Regions from separate parts of the Canis lupus genome. Here region 2 is linked to region 1. A link is a contact called in public Hi-C data. All regions are on one chromosome and are shown on one strand. Each heading gives the region's core, a stretch centred on a gene start, on an enhancer-like site or on the middle of the called end of the contact. The rest is flanking DNA. Distances are from core to core; before and after follow the strand shown.

Region 1 (3,865 bases), core at 561-3,060:
GTGCAAGCAAACGTGTGCTCCAGCACAGCACGCACACCCGGCCCTCGCTCGCTAGCCAATGAGCCTCAGAGCCTGGGTCTAAACAAATTGGATTAGGAGGGCTGCAGGCACCTCTTCCCCCGCACCGTCCAGCGCCGACACTGAGCAGGCCTGCAGAGCTGCCAGCTGCGGTCTCTCGGCCACGCTGACAGTCCGTCCTCAGTCCCGGAGACCTGCCCCTGGGCCCCAGGAAGAGGGTCTGAGAGGATGCCAGGATGATGGATGGGCTAGCTCAAGAGCACACAGGATGTCGGTGCTTGTGCAAGGCTTGTTTCTGAGCTGTTCCCAGCACCCCACCCCCTCCTCCCCTCCCGCTGCCTCTCCCACGATCACTGCCGCCAGGGCCGGGAGCCCAGACCCCGAGCAGATCCACCCTGGATCCTCCATCCCACAGCTGGACAAGTGAGAACTGGTCAGCTCAGAAGACAATAGCCTGGGGGACCAGACACAGGCAGGCACTTCACAGGGAAAATGAACTTATGAACAGGGAGACGATGCCCATTATAAAAGTGACATCTCAGGGCTTTCTCATCCATTGTTTTGTTCATTCCTCAGAGTGGGCCTGGGACTGGGAGATGATGCCTGTAGCACAGATGTGACTATTGAGCTTTGCTATTCAGTGATTCCACAACTTCCCTTTTCTGAGCCCTGAGTCTGCTCCAGCCCTGTGTGGGGTACTGGGAGCCCTCAGATGAACAGCTTGATACCCCCACTGCTAAACAGGACAGTCTCCCTTGGGCTTGGGCTCTGGGGCCTCCCTGGTCTTCCTGGGGAGCAGTCCCAGCAGATGCCATTTCCATATGATGCATGTGAGCGGCTGAGTATTATCACTGAGAGCAGCCTTAGCAGTCAGCCCATTCAAAACACAGACCCTGAAGTCAGCCCCAAGTTCAAACCTGCCTTGCTCCCTTTCTAGCTGGATAGCTGGGGCCAGCTGGCCTCTTCAGGCCTGTTTTCCCTTCTGTGAAGTGGAGGTACAAAAGTTCCCCCTTTGTGGCGTTGTAAGGATTTTTTTTAACTTTATTTATTTATTTATTTAGCTCTGTAAGGATTAATCAGTACTTTCCATACTCCCATTTGACACAGGGAGAAACAGAGGCAGGAGAGGGAAAGGGCTTGACCAAGATCACTCAGTGAGTTGGGGGTTAAGTCGGGACCAGGTACGGACCCCCTTCCCCTACCCCTCACCTCAGTATAAATCCTCCCCACTGGCTCTACCCCAAGTGGCCTAGAGGCCAGGCCAGGCGGCCAGCCTATATAGGTAACTATGGGGACAGGACCTGGGTCCCACCCTCCACCTCCAGCTCTGCTCTGGCCTCTGCAGCAGCAGAGTCCCAGGTGACCAACCGTGGCCCCCAGCCCTCAGTGGTGGTGGAGGGTGGGGGAGCACAGGGACGGGCTCCCAGCCCGGAGCGGCTTGGCCATATAAGGGAAGGAGCCAGAGAGGCCTCCTCACTCAGGCCTGGCGAGAAAACCCAGACAGCCACTGTTTATTTTCTCCTTCCCAGCCTCCTGGAGCTTCCCAAGAAGACAGAGGTTCCCCCCACTGGCTGGGCTCAGCGACATTTCCTGAAGACAGTGAGGAGCAGGGAGGGGGAATCGGCCCATTCTCTGGGAGCAGCCCCCCAGACTGCCAACAGCCGGCACCAGGTAAGAATCTGCCCTGTAAGAGTCTAAGGCCACCTGTTCAACCGTGTCCTTGGGCAAAGGGGATATGGAGCCGCGAGAGCCAGGAGACGTGACCACAGCAGCTGGTGATCAAAGTCGGGTATCCCACAAGGCCCCCTGCCCCCCGGACTGGGGACCAGGAGTAGGAAGGAGCCTCTCGTGGGGCTACCGACCCCCTTCTCATTCAGCGGAGACTAGGGGTCAGGGTCAGCAGTGTCTGCCTGCTGGGCAAGTAAGAAAGACTCAAGGGAAGAGTTCCCAGGGCCAGAGAGCCAAGAGGACACCCTTCCTGCCTCCGTGCCCCTCCTCCCAGCCTGCCACCTCCTCCTCCAGGAAGCCATCCCAGCTTCCCAAAGGGGAGGGGGGGCGGCGGGGGAGGGCTCTCTGTCTTCTGAGACCTTGTCTCTCTCTTGTGTTGTGGCCCTCGGGTCTGCCCCCTATTCACCTTGCCAGGGACATTTCCCCTCTATCTCAGCCTGACGGCGCTCCTCCAGGGCAGGGGCAGGGTCAGCTTCAGTGCCACGTCCCCTCTGCAGGCGGAAGACGCCCTAGGTTTGCTGAAGGGTCAGGTGAAATGGTTAGACCCTGTCCCGAACCCAAAGGATTGGTAAAGTGGCGGGGGGAGGAGACATTCAGCCTAGAGGTTACAGTGAGGGTGCTGGCCCTGGCTGCTCTGAGTTAAGAACCCAGCTCAGCTCCTAACTCCAAGGCCTTGGGAAATTCCTTTCCCACAGAGCCTGGGGGTACAAGGGGGTTAGCACAATTAAAATAGCCAATAAACCGCTGTTCTCATTACAGACAGCATCACCAGATTTTTCTAGGTACAAGGGAACAGAACCACACAGCCCATAGCCAGAGGAGAAGGAGGCAATTAGAGTGCCCGGGTCAAAGGCTGTCAACAAGCCCCTGCCTCTGCGTCAGAGTTTCTCCCACAGGAACGTGGGCCTGCCTCCCATCTACCTCCCGTCTCCATACCCGGGAGAGGCGCTATCTTTGCAACAATATTCCGAGCCCCATGCCGGAAATAGCTCTCAACTCCCCTGGTCCAAGAGGGGCTGTGACCGTGGAACCATCTCCCTTCCATCCTGGTCCTCCACGTGGAGGTGACACCAGCTGGGCCAAAGGTTAAATGCGATGGGAACCAAACCACAGCCACTCAGATACCCCCTTCTGTATTTTTTTCCTCTATCTGCAAACAATCACAGTACCTCTACATTTAAGATGAGTCATGTGTACCCGCGTATGTCCGTGAAAAACTCTGACACTGGCCATAACGAGGAGACGAAGGTAAGATAAGCAGCAAGAAGGGAACAGTGTGGTTACCCTTCGCCCCAGTGCGGTGGCTTGTGAGGCCCTGGGCCTGAGGCCTGAGGTCTGAGGCCGAAGGGAAATGAGCAGGAGCTGGGAAAGCCTCAGAGACAAGAGAGCACCAAACAGGCTTTCTCGCCCTTCCTCGTAAATAGAAAGCAAACTGATGGAGGGGAAAAGCTTGCATCACTGTCTTCCACAGGTAGGACTGAGGCCCGCAGATTCTGCAGAACTGCTCATGCAGGGCGCCAGAGGTGGTCCGGTGAAGGCTTTGGAAACAGTTGTGCATCGAGGAATGCAGGAGGCTGGCTTTATCAGCTTGGTTTCTGGCCATGGAAGTTTGTCACTTTGTCAAGAACCACCCCCACCCCCCACCTGCCCCACCGGCTTCGTACTGAAACCTCCAAGTTGGTCAGGCCGAGCATGTTCCCTCGCGGGGCTGGTGGGGGCCCATCCCAGAGTGGAGCACAGTGGACAGGCTGTGGGCTGTCTAGGACCCCCGAGGTGGGACCCCCCCATCGGACTCACTCCCCAGCCAAATGCGCTCTGGAGAGAGTTCCTACGGGAGAACTCCAGATGAGAGAAAGGCATTTCTTGGGCTGGGAATACCTCAGGAAGGGACTGTCCTCCTCAGGAGGCCATGGGGACTGACCTGCCCTCAAGTGGCAGACTGGAGAGAGACACTCTTCAGCTCAAGGCCAGATTTCAGATTTCTAGGAGAGGCATAGGAGACACTTTTTTTTCAAGGAGGAGGTTTTGTTTTGTTTTGCTTTCTTCCAGCCCTAAGAAAGGCTACCCACCCCCTTAGGCCTTCATATAACTCTGAAAGTATCTGTCATCTGGTATCAAG
Region 2 (3,865 bases), core at 748-3,247, 38 kb before region 1:
TCGGCGTCCCACCCACTTAGTTCACAGGCGGGGAAACTGAGGCCAGAGCCGGGAAGGGGGCTTGTCTAGGATTACGCAGCGGGTTCGAGGTGACAGAGCTGGGATTCAGACCTGGTCCCCGTGCAGGGCTCCCTCCCCCACCCCTTGCTGTTTGTCTTGGGGTATTTTCTGCACAGTTCCGGCCTGCCGTGAACATGCTTCTGCATCTGTGCTCTCACGCGGGCCAAGTCGCCGTTCATGAGGTCTTTGTGGCTGGTTGTTCTGGCCTCCCCGATGTAGGGCTCCCCGTCCGTGGCTGTCTGTCACTTTGACTCTTTCTCAGCCTCAGTTTCCTTCTCTGTAGAATGGGAGTCATGCCCAGGAGTCAACAGTGGCCTGGCCCATTTCTTCCCGAAATCTTTCCGAGTCTCACGTCCCACCTCTCTAGAATGGGGGTAATGACAGTGGCCACCACATGGGGCCGTTCAAAGGAGGAAAGGAAATAAGCCACGTTAAACAGCTGGCCCAGTCCCTGGCGGGTAGTAAGTGCTCAATAAACACTTAGCTGTTTATGACGAAAATGATTATGATGAAATAATCACATAATTGTTATTACAAACATTAGCTATTCTAATTAGCATGAGAGCCAGCGTGGTTCTCGTCGCTCAGCCAACTCTCCCTCCTTGCCCCTCGGGCCCCCCCGAGAGAGCTCCGGGCTTCACAGGCTCCGGCCACAGTGTGGTGAGCTGGGGTGACCCCAGGGGCTACGGGTCCTGAAATCCCACGCTGAACTGGCCAGCCCCGAGGGTCCAGGTCTCTCCGCTCAAGCGAACCGAACAGTCCAGCCTGCTTTGAGGGAGCCAGTCCGCCCAGGGCAGCGGAGGAGGGTAGGAGAGAGCGTGCAGAGGACAGGGAGGGACACGGTGAATGAACAAACATCTAGGACTGCACCGTGGCGCTCAGGGCCACTCCTGGCCATTTACAGGAATAGGCCGAGGGGGAGAACAGAGTGCGACGCGCTGCCGAATGTCACAAGATTAATCTGTCCGGGGCAGGTTTCCACAGCATAACTGAGAAACTGGCTGAGGCTGGAGCTCATCGAGAGATACCACCATATTTGGTCAAATACTAGACAGGACTCTATTCTATCACTGGAAACTCCAGAGGGAGGGGGACTCTGAAAATACCTCCTCAGGCAGCAAGGGCCCCCACTCCCATCCCAGGCCGCCCCGGCCCCACCCCACTGTCCTCCGAGCTAGTGTGACGGGGTGAGGGATGGGGGCAGCCTCCTTGCTACCCCTCTGCTGCTGCTGGCGGGTGGCGGGAGCAGCATGCAGCTGGGGGGACCCCACCCCCCACCCCGGCCGGCATCCACGGAAAGGGAAATGAAAAGATAGGGACCTGGCTGCCAGGGGGGTCCTCTGCTTCTCAGGCCCCCCGCAACCACCACACTCTCCTACCTGCTGGCCACATGCACCCTTGCTTCTGTATCCCAAAGTCAGGACTTAGCTGTCTGGGCTTCCAGCTCGGTGCTTGTCAACGTAGACTCCGGGGTCCTGGCCTCGGCGCTCTGACAACGCAGGCCCGGGAATCTGCGCCTCACAGGAGCCGGTCTGGGAGCTACAGGAGTCCTCACCCACTCTCCACATTCCCGCACCCCACCTCCACTCCAGCACGGGAGGAGAAGGGGGCAGGTGGGGCTGGGCCTCAGTATCAGTGCCGGAGTCAGGAGAGGCTAGTTAGAGCACGCCTCAGTCTCTTCTTCCCTCGCAGCGTATACCGACAGCTTGGGGCCAGGCTGGGACTTGGGGCCCCAGACTCCTCCCAGTAGGGAGGGGGACACCTGTGGGGGTACCCAGGCAGGTGCTTGGGGAGTCACGGAGGGCCCCAGTGACCATCAGTGGGTTTCCCATTCCTGGGCCATCTCAGGCCTGGAAGGCAGTCCCTTCCTCCAGCCTAGGTCTCGAGAAAACCACCGAAGGGTCATCTGCCCTCAGGGATGTCCTGAGTGTGAAGCTTGTCCGACTACAGTGGGACCAACCTAGGTCTGAGAGAGAGGCCTAAGAACGTGGGCGTCAGTGTTTCTGCCCCACAGCAAAGTTGGGGTCCTTAGGTCTTCTTTCACGGGAAGTGGTGGGCACTCATAACGGAGGCCCCGGGCGGGGGGGCTGGGAAGGGGGAGGCAGGGGGTGGTCTTGCTCAGGGCCACCAGAGCCCTCGGCGGCAGGGCCCGCCTTGAAGCGGCGCTGTGCTCGCCACCAGGTGGCGCCACCAGAAAGCCAGACAACCCTGAAGAGTGTCGCATGCCCAGAGGGAACCATCCCCGCCCCTTCCCTGGAATGGGCCCTGGCGCTGAAACTGAGGGGACCAGGTGACGGGGCATGGGTCCTGTGCCTGCCCTCTGGCCTCCCGAGCGACCCTACTGTCAGGGTCCAGCTCCAGGGACACCTCCCATGTCAGAGCAGCAATGGCACAGGCTGCCAAGGGGGGGGGGGCAAGGATGGGGTGCAGGCTTCTGTCTGCTGTGTGAATGATTCCTTCGCTTGGAGCATCCACCATGTGCTGGGCCCCAGGCGTTTGTCTGCTGGACATCAGAAATTTCAGGAAATAACAATTAGTAATAATAATAGCTACTGCTTAATGTCTATTTACTGACTGCCAGGCACTGTGCTAAGTCCTTCGTGAGCACTGTTTCAGTAAATCTTCCCAGCCACCCTGTGGTGAGGTCCTAATTTTATCCCTCATCTACGAACGGGGAAACTGAGGCTCAGGGAGCCCAAAGTCACAGAGGATTCAAAGCAAGGTTGTCTGATTAGTGTACATGCTGTCCCCTGCAGTGAGGGGAAGGAGAGGAGAGTCACAGCCAGGAGAGGGCAGGGGGTGTCCAGCTGGTCACGGAGGAGGGCCAATGCTTGCCTCGGCCTCCCCATGACATCCTCAAACGAACTGGACCATGAGTGCTGGGGAGGTCACTGAGCCCAAGCCCAAACCAGAGTCCTCAAGAGGATCTGAGAGCTCCCAGGGCATGAGCACGGCACCCAGCAGTGTTCCTGGCACGTAGTAGGCATTCACAAGGTATTTGATGCATTGCCTCAAGCCAGCTGTATGCGATATGGAGTGTTAATGCTGGAATGGAAAATGGGAGGCCCGAGCCACAGGGACCTGTAGAGGGGGTGGGGGATAGCCCAGGGGTAAGAGTTCAGACTCTAGAGATCCACAGATCTGAGTTTTAATCCCGCCTCTACCAGTTCACAGCTGTGTGACCTCGGGACAGTCACTTGACTTCTCTGAGCCTCAGGTTCTTCTGCACAGTAGAGATTATAACTTGGCCTGGCTGGAACGTTGTGAAGATCAAATGAGATCATGCATGTTAAAGCAGTTAGCAGAGTGCCCGACAAAAGCAAATGCTTAATTAAAGGTAGCTGCTGTTGTTGTCACTGTTCTTGTTAAAACAGGTAGTGATTTGGGCCTTCAAGGTTGCTTCTGGAATGTTCTTAGGTGGGAAGGGCATGGTACAGCGGGAACAAGGATAGAACCTGCTGAAGAACGCAGCGGCCCTGTTTCCAACGGGCCCACCCTAGAGCCAGGAGGACCTGTGGGATTCAGTGTAAAGACTTGCCCGAGCGGCCCAGTAAGGTCTGGGGAGGCAGGAGACTAACAGGCGCCTCTGCTGCGAGATGGAGGGGGCTGTGGCCAGGAGGGCGCATCCTCCACAGGAGGTCTTGGCTCTCCTGCCATGCTGCCCACCCCGCCCGCCACCCTCCTGGGTAGGAGTCTTTCTCCCAGGCCCATATTTGCACAAATGCCTGCCTCACTGCTCACTCCAGAGCCCCAGCCAAGAGGCACTATTTTAAGCTCCCTGGACGGGAACACTGTTGGTGGGAAC

What was found. Hi-C and Micro-C count contacts between places; a contact is called where the count stands out from the background.
Region 2: a contact with region 1 is called in a Hi-C map of amygdala, with 3 times the contacts expected there. The contact joins the promoter of IL17B here to the enhancer-like site in region 1. A contact is called at or near these places in 3 of 9 Hi-C or Micro-C datasets (amygdala, blood and skin fibroblasts).

The regions. Positions count from the first base shown.
Region 1 is chr4:60,450,421-60,454,285 of UU_Cfam_GSD_1.0, reverse strand. No RefSeq gene overlaps it. Among named protein-coding and RNA genes, the nearest start is that of MIR143, 3.3 kb to the right of the region's middle. Within about 2 kb of position 1,810, at least 2 of the 20 cell types and tissues checked have an H3K27ac peak or open chromatin away from gene starts, as enhancers often do.
Region 2 is chr4:60,488,608-60,492,472 of UU_Cfam_GSD_1.0, reverse strand. IL17B (interleukin-17B) reads right to left here and starts at 1,997. Exons shown (of 4, transcript XM_038535067.1): 1 at 1,440-1,997; 2 at 1-421. The region is part of intron 1 of LOC111095596 (a long non-coding RNA gene); the gene reads left to right.